Linked DNA regions of Bombyx mori: region 1 is linked to region 2. A link is a contact called in public Hi-C data. All regions are on one chromosome and are shown on one strand. Each heading gives the region's core, a stretch centred on a gene start, on an enhancer-like site or on the middle of the called end of the contact. The rest is flanking DNA. Distances are from core to core; before and after follow the strand shown. Region 1 overlaps Hnf-4 (hepatocyte nuclear factor 4). Region 2 overlaps Hnf-4 (hepatocyte nuclear factor 4).

Region 1 (6,547 bases), core at 2,949-5,448, 38 kb before region 2:
GGTACCCATAACACAGGGAATTCTAATTTGGGTCTGGATGATTGTGCATGATTTGTTCCAAGTTGTTTATATTTTATAACCAGAATGTTCTTTTAAAATCCTTGCAACAAAGCCAGCTAGACCTATCTAATTTTTAAATGAAACTTTTAAACTTTTAAATTTTGCTCAGCAAGCTATAGAGACATATATGCACAGATAAAAATTTAATAAGTTATAAGCACAGTATGCTTATCACAAGTATTAGTTAATTGGCGATTGCTGAAACAGAACAACTTTATGAGTGAAAATTGCAATTAATGTGAGACTTTGTCCGACAGGAAGTGCAGTAGTGGCAGAGATAACCAATATTTAATAAAATTTAATCTTTGACCTCATTTGTTGGGATTGATGACAGCAATCACATGCATTAAGCCGTGGATTCAATTTTAGCTTAAAGAAATTGACATACATCAGAATAGTCATAGAATTATCATCATTTGGCTTGTTTTACGACCACGCAGCTTATGTAAACAAATGTGTCAATATTTTATGAAATTAAGACCTCGTTCTTACATCACAATATTTATGGTGTCAGTGGTCTTTAGTAACCAGTTAACACCGAATATGCTGTGGCTACCTTTATATCGTAATAAACATCCCCGTCATTTACATATTTCGTGTTTCGTACAAAACAAAGCAAGTGATGACATAATTATATAGTTTATCAGTCTCATTGGTTATGTACATTTAACCTGATGCATTTAATTGATAAACAAATTAATGATGCAATTACATACAGTAAATGCGCAAAATAATTCAGTAAGAGAAATGAAATTGACTCCTGAGATTAAAAAAAATCACCTTAATGAAATAAACAGACTACTATTTTATAGTTAGCTAACTATTAAGCAAGCTTTTTGATAATTAAATCAAACAGCAAGTATACACTTGTGCTACATTAATGCAAGAAGTGGTTAAGATCAGTATTTCCTGTATCCATTGAATGAAATATTTCACATAAACAAACAAATTTAATGTACAATAATAAAATATTCCTGTCGCTATCATTGTATAATAAAAAGAAAACATAAATACATCAAAATTAACTTTGATAAAACAATAATGCTCACTTTATCTATTTACTTATTTATCTTGAAAAATATATATCACAAATAACTCAGATAAGAATGAAATCGGTCATTAAATGATACATTATATCTAGAATGTTAACTTTTTTAGTCTTTTTTACCTTAGAAATACCAAGACAATCAATTCAATTTATTTGGAGAACATTTTTTCCTCATTTCTCCATCCTGGACTTCTATTAAATTAGTATCTCTTAAAAGAAAGACTAGGTATGCCTTCGATCAACATTGTTGATCGAAGAGGTATGCACATAAATGATACGAAACCACTATTAACACGAAACATTTGAAGAGATTACTGGTGGTAGGACCTCTTGTGAGTCCGCACGGGTAGGTACCACCGCCCCGCCTATTTCTGCCGTGAAGCAGTAATGCGTTTCGGTTTGAAGGGTGGGGCAGCCGTTGTGACTATACTTAGACCTTAGAACTATATCTCAAGGTGTGTGACGTTTTAGATGTCTATGGGCTCCAGTAACCACTTAACACCAGGTGGGCTGTGAGGTCGTCCACACATCTAAGCAATAAAAAAAAAGAGAACAATTTCAATGATGTATGCTGATATGTGCATTTAAGAGAGGTTGAGACAAATTAGTCTCAATTGCATGCTTGCGCCGTTACACTAGACCTACCAATTGACCGCCATATTATTTACCTTCTGAAGATTGTTTCTAACCGTATTGTTTCTGATTATGATTCTACACGTGCGTAACTATATAGATTACCGAGTAGTCTTTCTATTAAGCTATGGCTCCTGATGGCGTCACTATATTTTAAAATACTCTAAGACCTCTCACATTTTTTTCCAGAAATAGGGCACGATGTTTGCGCCGCTGTAATTGGCAGGTAGTCTTTGAAAACGCGAGTTCCCTTAGATTAATAAAATTTCATCAACATAAGAACGTTAAGTAAACAATTCCATTACTTAGATATCTGTTCGTACATACCCACAATAGCCTTTACGTACTTGGATTCATTGACACATTTACGCTAATGGTTCAAAAAGATCATGCAGCAAGTCTGTAAACCAGGCTTCAGAAAATCAGAACGCATTGTAAGGGTCGTTTTTTTTCTCCTACCTAAACTGACATAGCCTTAAGAAGGTAAGGCCTTAAGAGGCTATGACAGCGTAACCGGGCGAGTAGGTAAGCTCATGAGGGTGTTGCTAACACTGGCCCTAACAAGAGCAGTGCTTCGGAGAATCTACCACCGCATCGGAAACGCAACCCACTGAGTAGATCCGGAAAGAAACTCTGGCCTGTGCCTGTGGATCAATTTATTCATCGAGCCCTTCGTCGCAAGCGACGGGTTCGGCGAGGACGGTGACTGGTGCTTGAAATAAGGGTCGTTGAAGCGGCACCGCGCATTAGAGGAAGTACAGTTAAAGTTCCTAATTTGATTTAGAGATCTTTAGAAAGAGAACCTGTACTTTTAAGAGAACTTTCGCGGTAGGCTTGGCTTTGCCCCTAGCATTGCTGAAGTCGATGGGCGACGGTATCCACTCACCATCAGGTGGGCGGTATGCTCGCCTGCCTACAAGGGCAATAAAAAAATAAAAAACTCTCCAGAACAATGTTTCAGAATGGAATCAGACGTTCTGCGAGAAAATCCTAGGTTCAACTACCATATACCATCACGTAACTCCAACACTTGATTCAAGATTACACAGCGATACAAATTCATGAACAAGAAGGTCCCCGTCTTCCCTTTTAACCAATTGACCTTAGAATAACGTACTCAACTACTATGTTGATGGTCCCATTTTATTTAGGTCATCGGTTAACTATTGAAACTCGTATACGCAACGTCGCGTCGTTCACGGACGAACAGGTTACTCGCAATTAATATATATTTGGATGGAATGCATCCATGGATAGCAAACAAAACGGGATTATTTTTTATTGGCCGACAAGGGCAGAAGAGCTGGGCCGTGCACTCCATAAATGTCACACATAAGGATGCATCCATTCTCCAGGTTGGAGCTTAAATTGAATTTCAATAATTACTTTATATGTATCAATATATGAATTACGTGAAGCAAAAACTTTGTACCCCTTTTTACGAAAATTGCGCGGACGGAGGAGTATGAAATATCTCACACTTATAGAGAATATATAGAGACAGTGCACAATGCTAAATGTTTTTTAAAAATAATACGTAAAAGATTCTTTAAATCAATAAAGAAAACATTACACACACTACCATGTATTTGACACAACACATGCATACAAATATACTCTTTGTTTACTGTCAATTGGGAAACTTTTGTTATTGTTTAAAGTCTGTGGTCGAATTGAAAATATATTAATATTGTTTGTCTTTAATATTATTGATCTATAGTTCAGTTTTGGCGAATACTGTGATATAATCACATCGTGATCGAAATATAATAGTGTTTGAAAATAGAACCATAATAATGTTTAGACTTATAATTTCAATTAATTATAGTCGAATCTCGACTACTGCGGGGTCACTAGTCTATATATTAATACGTGAAGCAAAAACTTTGTATCCCTTTTTACGAAAATTGCGCGGACGGAGGAGTATGAAATTTATAACTTATAGAAAATACAGAGAAGTGCACAATGCTAATATTTTTTCAAAATAATTCATAAAAGATAGATTAAATCAATAAAGAAAACATTACACACACTACATACCATGTATTTGACGCACACACGCATGCATACTATTTATTGTCAAACTTTTGTTCTTGACGTCTGTTGTCAAATTGAGAATAGATTAAATATTGTTTATCTTTGTTAATATTTTTTATAGTGTAGTCTTGGCGAAATTTGTGATTATAGAAGTATAAAATACAATCATAATAGTGTACAAACTTAGAATTCCAATTAATTATAGTCGAATTTGGACTACTGCGGGACCTCTAGTGACAATAAAAATACAAGAGCTTAAAGCATTAGGTGTAACGACAAATATGTAAACGAATGTGTCAATATTATTATACTAATGACATTTTGTGATGTTTAACTTTGAATCGGTTCAAGACGAACATTAAGCGGCTATTAATATAAGTTTGAATGAGTGACGATATTAGTCTAGTTAGTCAAACCTTGAAGTCTGGGATTCCCTGACATACGCAGAACGACAGTCCAAAGTAAACATATCTAATTTCCAATACTACTGTACATAGTAATTCTAATAAAGGAAATAAATTAACGAATTTGACTGTTGTTAGTCACGCAGATAACAAATTTTACCAATTACTATTTACAAATTTTTTGTTCAACAAGTTTAAAATTATCATAACGATGCATGGGAAGTTTATTCAAGGCAGATAAATGCTGGTATATAAATAAACACAAAATATTCCATTGATTGAATTTTTTTTTCGGAAACTAATTTTATTTTGAAAATTTGTAGTTCAATTGGCTATTAAATGAGATATGTTAGTTTTTGTAATTTTACTAATTAGTACAAACGTTACTACAGGATTAATAAGTGGCCCACAAGATTACCTAGATAAAATTTTACAAGGCTTCGATTGGCAATTATCATCAACAACAACCCAGTTTAGTACACTGTCGGACATAGTCCCCTTTTAAAGCGCGTCACTGAGCTAATTTTTAGCTCTTCTCTTCTCCAGTTTCATCCAGCCGCTTTTCGTATAATAAGTGGTAGCTCCATCAGCCCACTGACCTTCTCGCCGGATCTTCTGTGTGTCGCATTTCCGATCCGGTGGTTGATTCTGCGAAGCACGGCTCTTGCTAGGGTTCGTGTTAGCAACGTCATCAGGTTTAAGCCCCGTGAGCTCACCTACTAGTTAAGGCGACGCTGATATAGCCTCTCAAGGCTATCAGATTAGGTAGGAAAAAAAAAAGTAGCTCCATCTGACCGGGGGCGACCGAAACTACGGCTGCCGTTTCCTGGTCACCATCCAAGAACTTGTTGAAATGAATACAATTCTTTTGTACGGTTAATAATTACATGCTTCACGGTGCTAAAATAACTAAATAAATTTCATGAAACATATTTGATATATCAGAATGAGAACCGTATGTTTGTATACATGTGTTCGTTCATCATAGGTGCTGTAAAAGCATCGAGAAAACGTGTTACATCAATTACAATTCAATAACTTTTATTGTTTACCGTCAAAGAAACATAACAACTGGCAATAATAACATATGACATTAATTCATTTAAATCAGTTCACGCAGAAGGTCCAACGTAACTTGAGTCCAGACGTCGTCTTTCGATCACATAACCTAAGTGCGCATCCTCCCTTACCACTCTGGCTCATCCGTCCACAGTCCTCTTCCGAACTACGCCACCGATGACCTCATTGGAATTATTGGTGACTCCAAATAAACGCATTTACGTTAAACATTTCCCCATTGAGTTGAATAGTTAGTACACACAGTTAAGATAAAAGTTCACGATAGTGATGTCGTTCGCTGACAGATATAAAACCTATTTTTAAATTTGTAAAAAAATTGACTCACTCTTGTTTGTTTCCGCAATATCTCTAGCAGGAAGCCTGTTACATTCGCATGATTCGTTTTCATTCTCTATTTGTTTGTTATAAAAGATTGATTTCAAGGATCCTCAAAATTTTAAATATGCAGTAGATTTGGGTGGATAGGACTGTTGATTGTGGTGGGAACAATGTTCAGTTCGGCATCTGACGCGTTTATGAGAATATCTTTCACTTGGGTACTTCCTTACCTGACGACCGCATTGTGCCGCACGTAGATCGTGTTTCATACACAGCATATGAAGTAACTATAATGTAAAGGAACTCTAGTAAAAAAGTGGGTAGTCTGTAAGCAATTAGAATCATTTTATGACGTTATGGCAGCTTGGTCTGAGCGAAACTGCTTCATTTACCCAGTAAAAAGGTTCACCCTAAATTTGTATCCGCAACATCTCTTGCAAGAAGCCTGTTACATTCGCGCGATTCTTCTTCATTATTTATTTGTCTGTTATAAAAGATAGATTTCAAGCATCCTCAAAATATGTTGAAATGTTAAATATGTAGAAGATTTGGGTGTATAGGACTGTTCATTGAAATGGGCACGATGTTCACTTCACTTCTGCATTTGACGCATCTGTGAGAATATCTTTCACTTGAGTACGTTCTTACCTGACGACCACATTCTACTGAACTCTGGTTCAGTAAAACCAGCGGTTAGTCTGTAAAAATTAGAATCATTTTATGACGTTATAGCAGTTTGACCTGAGCGAGACTGCTTCATTTATCCAGTAACAAAGTTCACCCTAAATTTGTATCTGGGTTTACCCAATTCTTCATGGATTTAAATTACTTCATTAAGCTAATCGATAAACTAAGTATACAAGATGTGAAGTAAACAATGATTATTTTTCTATTTATAAAATGTCTATTACTAAATCGCCACATACACTGCCCTTTGTGAGTAAATAGATTATCATTTACCCTCATT
Region 2 (6,462 bases), core at 3,320-5,819:
TGGGTGGACGAGCTCACAGCCCACCTGGTGTTAAGTGGTTACTGGAGCCCATTCCCGTCGAACCCGTCGCTTGCGACGAAGAGCTCGACGAGTAAATTAACCCTCAGACTAAGTTTCTCGCCGGATCTTCTCAGTGGGTCGCGTTTCCGATCCGGTGGTAGATTCTACGAGGCACGGCTCTTGCTAGGGTTCGTGTTACATAGGCGGCACTGAAAATTTCGGGAATTAACGAAGGGACACAACATTACTATTTAAAAATGTATTTATTGTTTTTCGAAGTATTCTCCGCGAAATTTGACACATTTTTCCATACGATGGAACCAATCATTGAAGCAACCATTCCATTCGGAAGTTGGGGTCTCCAAAATGGCCGTTTTGTAGGCGTCCACAGCTTCTTCAGGTGATGAAAATCTCTGTCCACGCAATTTATTCTTTATTTTAGGGAAACTATAGAAATCATTAGAGCTTAGGTCGGGGCTGTACGGCGGATGGTCTAATAATTCTATGTTTTATTGCTCTAAAAACTCTTTTGTTCTGTGCGCGGTGTGAGAACTCGCATTGTCGTGATGGAGGATGATGCGGCGGTTGCAGTTCTCTTTACGGAGTTCAGAAACGACCTGTGGCAAACAAATGCTAGCATACCATTATGCATTAACCGTTCTTTGTCCCTCAAGAGGAATAGTCGTAACATGGCCGGTTTTGGAGACAAACGTGGCCACCATTTTTTTTTGCAACACTCTGTGAACGAACAATTTTTGTTGGCTTCAACTTATTTTCGAACACCCAAACTCGATACTGGTTTTTTGTTTCGGGTTCGTACGCGTATATCCAGGATTCTTCACCTGATACAATGTTGTATACAGCATTTGAGGATCCTGCGTGGAATCTTTCAAGAGTTCTGACGCACCTAGTAACGCGAGCCGCTTTTTGCTCTTCACAGAGAGAATGCGGTATCCATCGGGAAAACAACTTTTTTACACCTAATTGTTCATGCAAGATTATTTGTATTTGACTCATGCCAATGTCTAAAGTTGCCTGAATTTCGCGGTATGTCACATGTCGATCTTCCTCAATCAGCTTACGCACAGCATCAACGTTTTCTTGGGTGACTGCAGTTTTTGGACGACCTTGAAGGGGATCATCACTGAGCTTGACACGTCCACGTTGAAACTCAGCAAACCAGCGATAAGTTGTGGTTTTGGATGGGGCTTCATCACCAAATGCAGAAATCATCCGGTCAACACACTGTTTTTGTGTTAAACCACTTCGAAAGTCATAATAAATCATCGCTCTTGAATTTTCTCGAGTCAATTCCATTTTCTCAACGACTAAACAAGTTTCACAAAACCTCGTGACAAGACCGCGTTTTTTTTTTAAAATAAATAAATGGTATTCGATTTTTAAAACCAAGGAGTTTTCAATTAAAAAGATTTTAATATGACAGGAACAGTGGAAATATTCCATTCCCGATACTTTTAGTGCAGCCCTCGTAGCAACGTCGTCAGGTTTGAGCCCCGTGAGCTCACCTACTAGTTAAGGTTACGCTGATATAGCCTCTCAAGGCTCTCAGCTTAGGTAGGAAAAAATAGAAGAAAAGGAGCCCATAGACATCTACAACATAAATGCGCCACCCACCTTGAGATATAAGTTCTAAGGTCTCAAGTAAGTCTGCATGATGCTCACCTAATGTCTACGTCAGACACAGACTAAGGAGAATCATCAAAGGTAAATTAATTAATATCTGATCGGTAGAATCAAGATCAACAGAAATGAGAAAGACGACGTGTACAGGAGAAAGAGGGCTATAACTACCAAACTCAAAAATGCCAGAAAATTTTGCACGAAATTTTAAATCTACTGTACTTTTGGTATTGTATTGGTAAGCAGCGGCTTGGCTCTGCCCCTGGCATTGCTGAAGTCCATGGGCAACGGTAACCACTCACCATGGGCCGTATGCTCGTCTGCCTACAAGGGCAATAAAAAAAAAACTTTTATTGTAAATAGTTGTTTTTAGTTTTATAATAAGGTTGTTATTAAAAATAATTTTGATAGTTCTATAGATCACAAGTATCCATCCTCTTGTTTCGTATCTTTGTTTATCTATACATATGAATAAAATTGGAGTGTCTGTTTGTAATATTGAAATAGCCTCTTTTTACTACATGCATATGAATATATATACGGTACATAAACCAAAATAACATTTTTTACAATTTTTGTCTCTCTGTCTATCTGTCTGTCTGTCCGTCTGTTTGTTCCGACTAATAAATCTCTGAAACGGCTGGACCGATTTTGACGGGACTTTCACTAATATGTAGCTAATGATATAAGGAGAAACTTAGGCTACTTTTTTAGACTAGCTTCACCCCGCGGCGTCACCCGCGGTACGATAATAACCGCGGGTAACATCGCGGGACTCAGCTATCAATAATAATATTTAATGTTTCCGAAGTGAAGCGAGGGCAGGTCGCTGTGGTACATAAACACACAAGGGAATACTAATGACACCTCGATTGAGCGGTTCCCATGAATCCGTTAGGGTTTATGTTGTCATCTGTCGGTTGTGTTCAATTCTAATGTTTTTTTTCAGCTGTTCAAAACGAAAGGGACAGGATCAACTGCAGGCGACCTTCTTACGAAGAACCGACGCAGGCCAACGGTCTATCTGTTGTATCGCTCCTCAACGCTGAACTCCTGAGTAGAAAAGTCATTGACGAGGTGCGTGATTCATTAAAGCTCGCTATAAGTTTTTTTTTTATTGCTTATATGGGTGGACGGGCTCACAGCCCACTTGGTGTTAAGTGGTTACTTTTTTTTTATTGCTTAGATTGGTGGACGAGCTCACAGCCCACCTGGTGTTAAGTGGTTACTGGAGCCTATAAACATCTACAACGTAAATGCGCCACCCAACTTGAGATATAAGTTCCAAAGTCTCAGTATAGTTACAACGGCTGCCCCACCCTTCAAACTGAAACGTATTACTGCTTCACGGCAGAAATAGGCGGGGTGGTGGTACCTACCCGTGCGGACTCACAAGAGGTCCTACCACCAGTGAAAAACTGGAGCCCATAGACATCTACAACGTAAATGCGCTACCCAACTTGAGATACAAGTTCTAAAGTCTCAGTATAGTTACAACGGCTGCCCCGCCCCACCCTTCAAGCCGAAACGCATTACTGCTTCGCGGTAGAAATAGGCAGGGTGGTGGTACCTACCGGTGCGGACTCAGAAGAGGTCCTACCACCAGTAATTACGCAAATTATAATTTTGCGGTTTTCATTTTTATTACACGATGTTGTTCCTAATTATTGTTTGTTATTGTTGAGTCTGACTAAAACGAGATACTGTAATTGCAAGTCGAACTAAAAAGTTTTTGATATGTGCATCTTGGTCAGAAATTAGGCCATTGACCGGAAACAAATTTACTATAATCAATCTTTCATAGGTATGAAAATTTTCAATTTAATCCGTGCACCTTGTTTTCTTTATATAAAACTTGTTCATACTTTATTACATACTAGCTTTTGCCCGCCACTCCGTCCGCGTGGAATGGTTACTTTGGCATAACGCTAAATTTTACTCCCCACTTCATTTACGTAGAAAAGGAAGATATTTTTGAATTATAGAATGTTAAGGAGCTATTTAAACCCCTATTTTGAAACCTTCTTTATTGGTGCTCCACTTGTATTGATCTAAGAGTGATGTTATATAGCCTATAGCCTTCCTCAGAAATGGGCCATCTAACACTGAAAGAATTTTCAAATCTGACCAATAGTTCCTGAGATTAGCGCGTTCAAACAAACAAACTCATCAGCTTTCTAATATTAGTATAGATAACACACCTTAATATAGGCATAATATAATCTTAAACATTTTTCTCGAAAGTATAAGATTATATCATGAAGCATTTTAAGTTTTTACGGCATTTTCCGTACAGGCTTGCGTATTAGTCGAGAATCTACTAACCAAAGCGATAATTTTCTTTATGTTTTATCCATTTCTCGTTTGCAGACTGTAAACGTGAGCGACGCCGAAATAAACAATAGGAAGCTAGCAAAGATCAACGATGTATGCGATTCGATAAAACAGCAACTACTCATATTGGTGGAGTGGGCTAAATACATACCCGCCTTCACGGAGCTACACCTCGACGATCAGGTAAATTGAACTCTAATAATATCCAACAAATACGTTCTATTTTAGATTTTTGGTAAGTTTCGTAATTTTTATCCCGAAATACTGCAGTGAGTCAAGACATATCAGTTACACACGAGTAACTCTGAGTGAGTTAGCAGTTCAGAATGGGACTTATCAGAATTAAACTGAAAAGAAATTGAGAGAGGTATACTCGGAGAGGTATAGCTTGCAATCGAACCAAGAACCATAAGCTAGGTACACAGGGTTATCCTGATAAACGACAGGTCATTGTAGTGAATTTTGGAAGAAGCTTGTGTCCAGTAATAAACACGTATTTAGGCTAATGACAATGACATTCTGTAGCTCAAACCCGCAGTGTATATGACCGGGTTTTTTTTTACTACCTAAGCTGGTAGCCTTGAGATGCTATGTCACGCGGCTCTAACCTGACGACGTTGCTAACACTAGCCTAGCAAGAGCAAAGCTTTGCAGAATTTACCACCGGACCGGAAACTCGACCCACAGAAAATCCGGCGAGAAACTCAGTGGACTGTGTCTGTGGGTTAATTTACTCGCCGAACCCTTCGTCACAAGAGACGGGTTCGACGAGAACGATGACCGGGGACCGAGAAATTATTTTATTTATTAAGCCGGGTGGCTTAGTAAATAAAATAATCTCTTGCTGGCCCCTCTAAAGTTTTTTGACTTACTACTCTGCGATGATTGAAAGCTTGGGCGAACGGCATAAGGCTCATTTTAGTGTATGTTCCAATGCCGACATACGGCCTTATCGGCACATGAAAATTTTACAACTTGACGTCATTTCACTCTTGAAACGAGTAATTAATCGAATAAAAACTTTTTGGAACTTCACGGGCAATGAAAGGATTAATAATAATTCGATTAATATCAGCCGCGATCGAAACAAACTTCTTACCGGTCATGTGATCAATAATGTCAGTGCGTTGACAACCTGCCAACCGAGAGTACCCGTGAACATATCCCGTGTTAAGTACACGTGACAATAAAAATAAAATTAATAAATAAATCCATACCTACATAGGTACTGACATTATTATTTATTTGATACTAGCTGACCCGGCAGACTTCGTAGTGCCTCAATCGATAAATAAAAGACACATCAAGGGGACACATCAAAAGAAAAACAAAATTGTTTGTTTTTATATAATTCGTAGTTTTTTTTTTTTTTTTTATATTTTCTCACCTTTTAAACCTTCCCTGGACTTCCACGAATAACTCAAGACCAAAATTAGCCAAGTCGGTCCAGCCGTTCTGGAGTTTTAGCGAGATTAACGAACAGCAATTCATTTTTATATATAGAGATTATGAATGTTGTTACTTTGTTTGTTTGTCCTACTTTCACGTTGAAACGAAGCTACGCTGTTTTTTTTTTTTTTTTTTTTTTAATCAGTTAATATTATATTAGGTCAGGAGTGGACATAGGCTACATATCACGAAAACATCTCATTCCCATTGGAAATTGTCACTTAACCCGCTGAGTTTCTCGCCGGATCTTCTCAGTGGGTCGTGTTTCCGATCCGGTGGTAAATTCTGCGAAGCACTGCTCTTAGTTGGGCCACTTTTAAGCAATGCTTTCAGGTTGAGCCACATTGCTCTCCTACTGATGGTAGATGGTATCAGTAGTTGGTTGGCACTTTAGGCTACCAACGATTAGGTAGGAAAAAAAACAGACACTTTTTCGTGATCGAGCGAACGAAGCCGCGGGAAACGGCTAGTAAGGTATAAATACTGCTCTCTAATCGAAATGTTTTGAACCAAATTTAACATAATGATAATCACGTTTCCTTTCTAATTAATGAGTTTTAATACAATCAAGGGAGTTGTTTGTTAACCTTTGACGTGCTCCGATAAACATCTAACCGCGTTAACGCAGGGAATTTACAGCATATACGAGCTGCAATATCGTTGCATATTTTTACTTACTTCAGTATGCAGCTTTTCTAAAAATGCATATATTGTTAAGTAAAACAGTAACTTGACCACAGACTATAAGCAATAAGAAAAGTTTGACAGTAAACAAATAATATGCATGCGTGTGTGTGTCAAATACATTATAGTGTATATAATGAAATAAAAACCATCCTATGGCCTAAATTGAAACAAAACACATATTTAAAAAAAAGAACAATTAAAATCGGTACATTAGTTTAGGTGTCCATCGCGGACAAACAACGTGACACGTAATTTTTATATATTAAGATATTTGCATACACCGGTCGTGTTATCCGTTCGATTGAGTCATGGAGGGTAGAGGTAAGGAAAACCGTCTCTGTGTGTGAAAAG

The links. Hi-C and Micro-C count contacts between places; a contact is called where the count stands out from the background.
Region 1: a Hi-C map of posterior silk gland shows a contact between it and region 2, with 1.5 times the contacts expected there. The contact joins two enhancer-like sites. A contact is called at or near these places in 3 of 7 Hi-C or Micro-C datasets (midgut, posterior silk gland and an unstated tissue).

Annotation. Positions count from the first base shown.
Region 1 is chr19:5,144,877-5,151,423 of ASM3026992v2, reverse strand. The region is part of intron 1 of Hnf-4 (hepatocyte nuclear factor 4); the gene reads left to right. Among protein-coding and RNA genes, the nearest start is that of LOC134200666, 21 kb to the left of the region's middle. Within about 2 kb of position 4,198, at least 3 of the 8 cell types and tissues checked have open chromatin away from gene starts, as enhancers often do.
Region 2 is chr19:5,106,843-5,113,304 of ASM3026992v2, reverse strand. Hnf-4 (hepatocyte nuclear factor 4) reads left to right here. Exons shown (of 9, transcript NM_001044009.1): 4 at 2,591-2,718; 5 at 4,012-4,158. Among protein-coding and RNA genes, the nearest start is that of LOC101745448, 31 kb to the right of the region's middle. Within about 2 kb of position 4,569, at least 1 of the 8 cell types and tissues checked has open chromatin away from gene starts, as enhancers often do.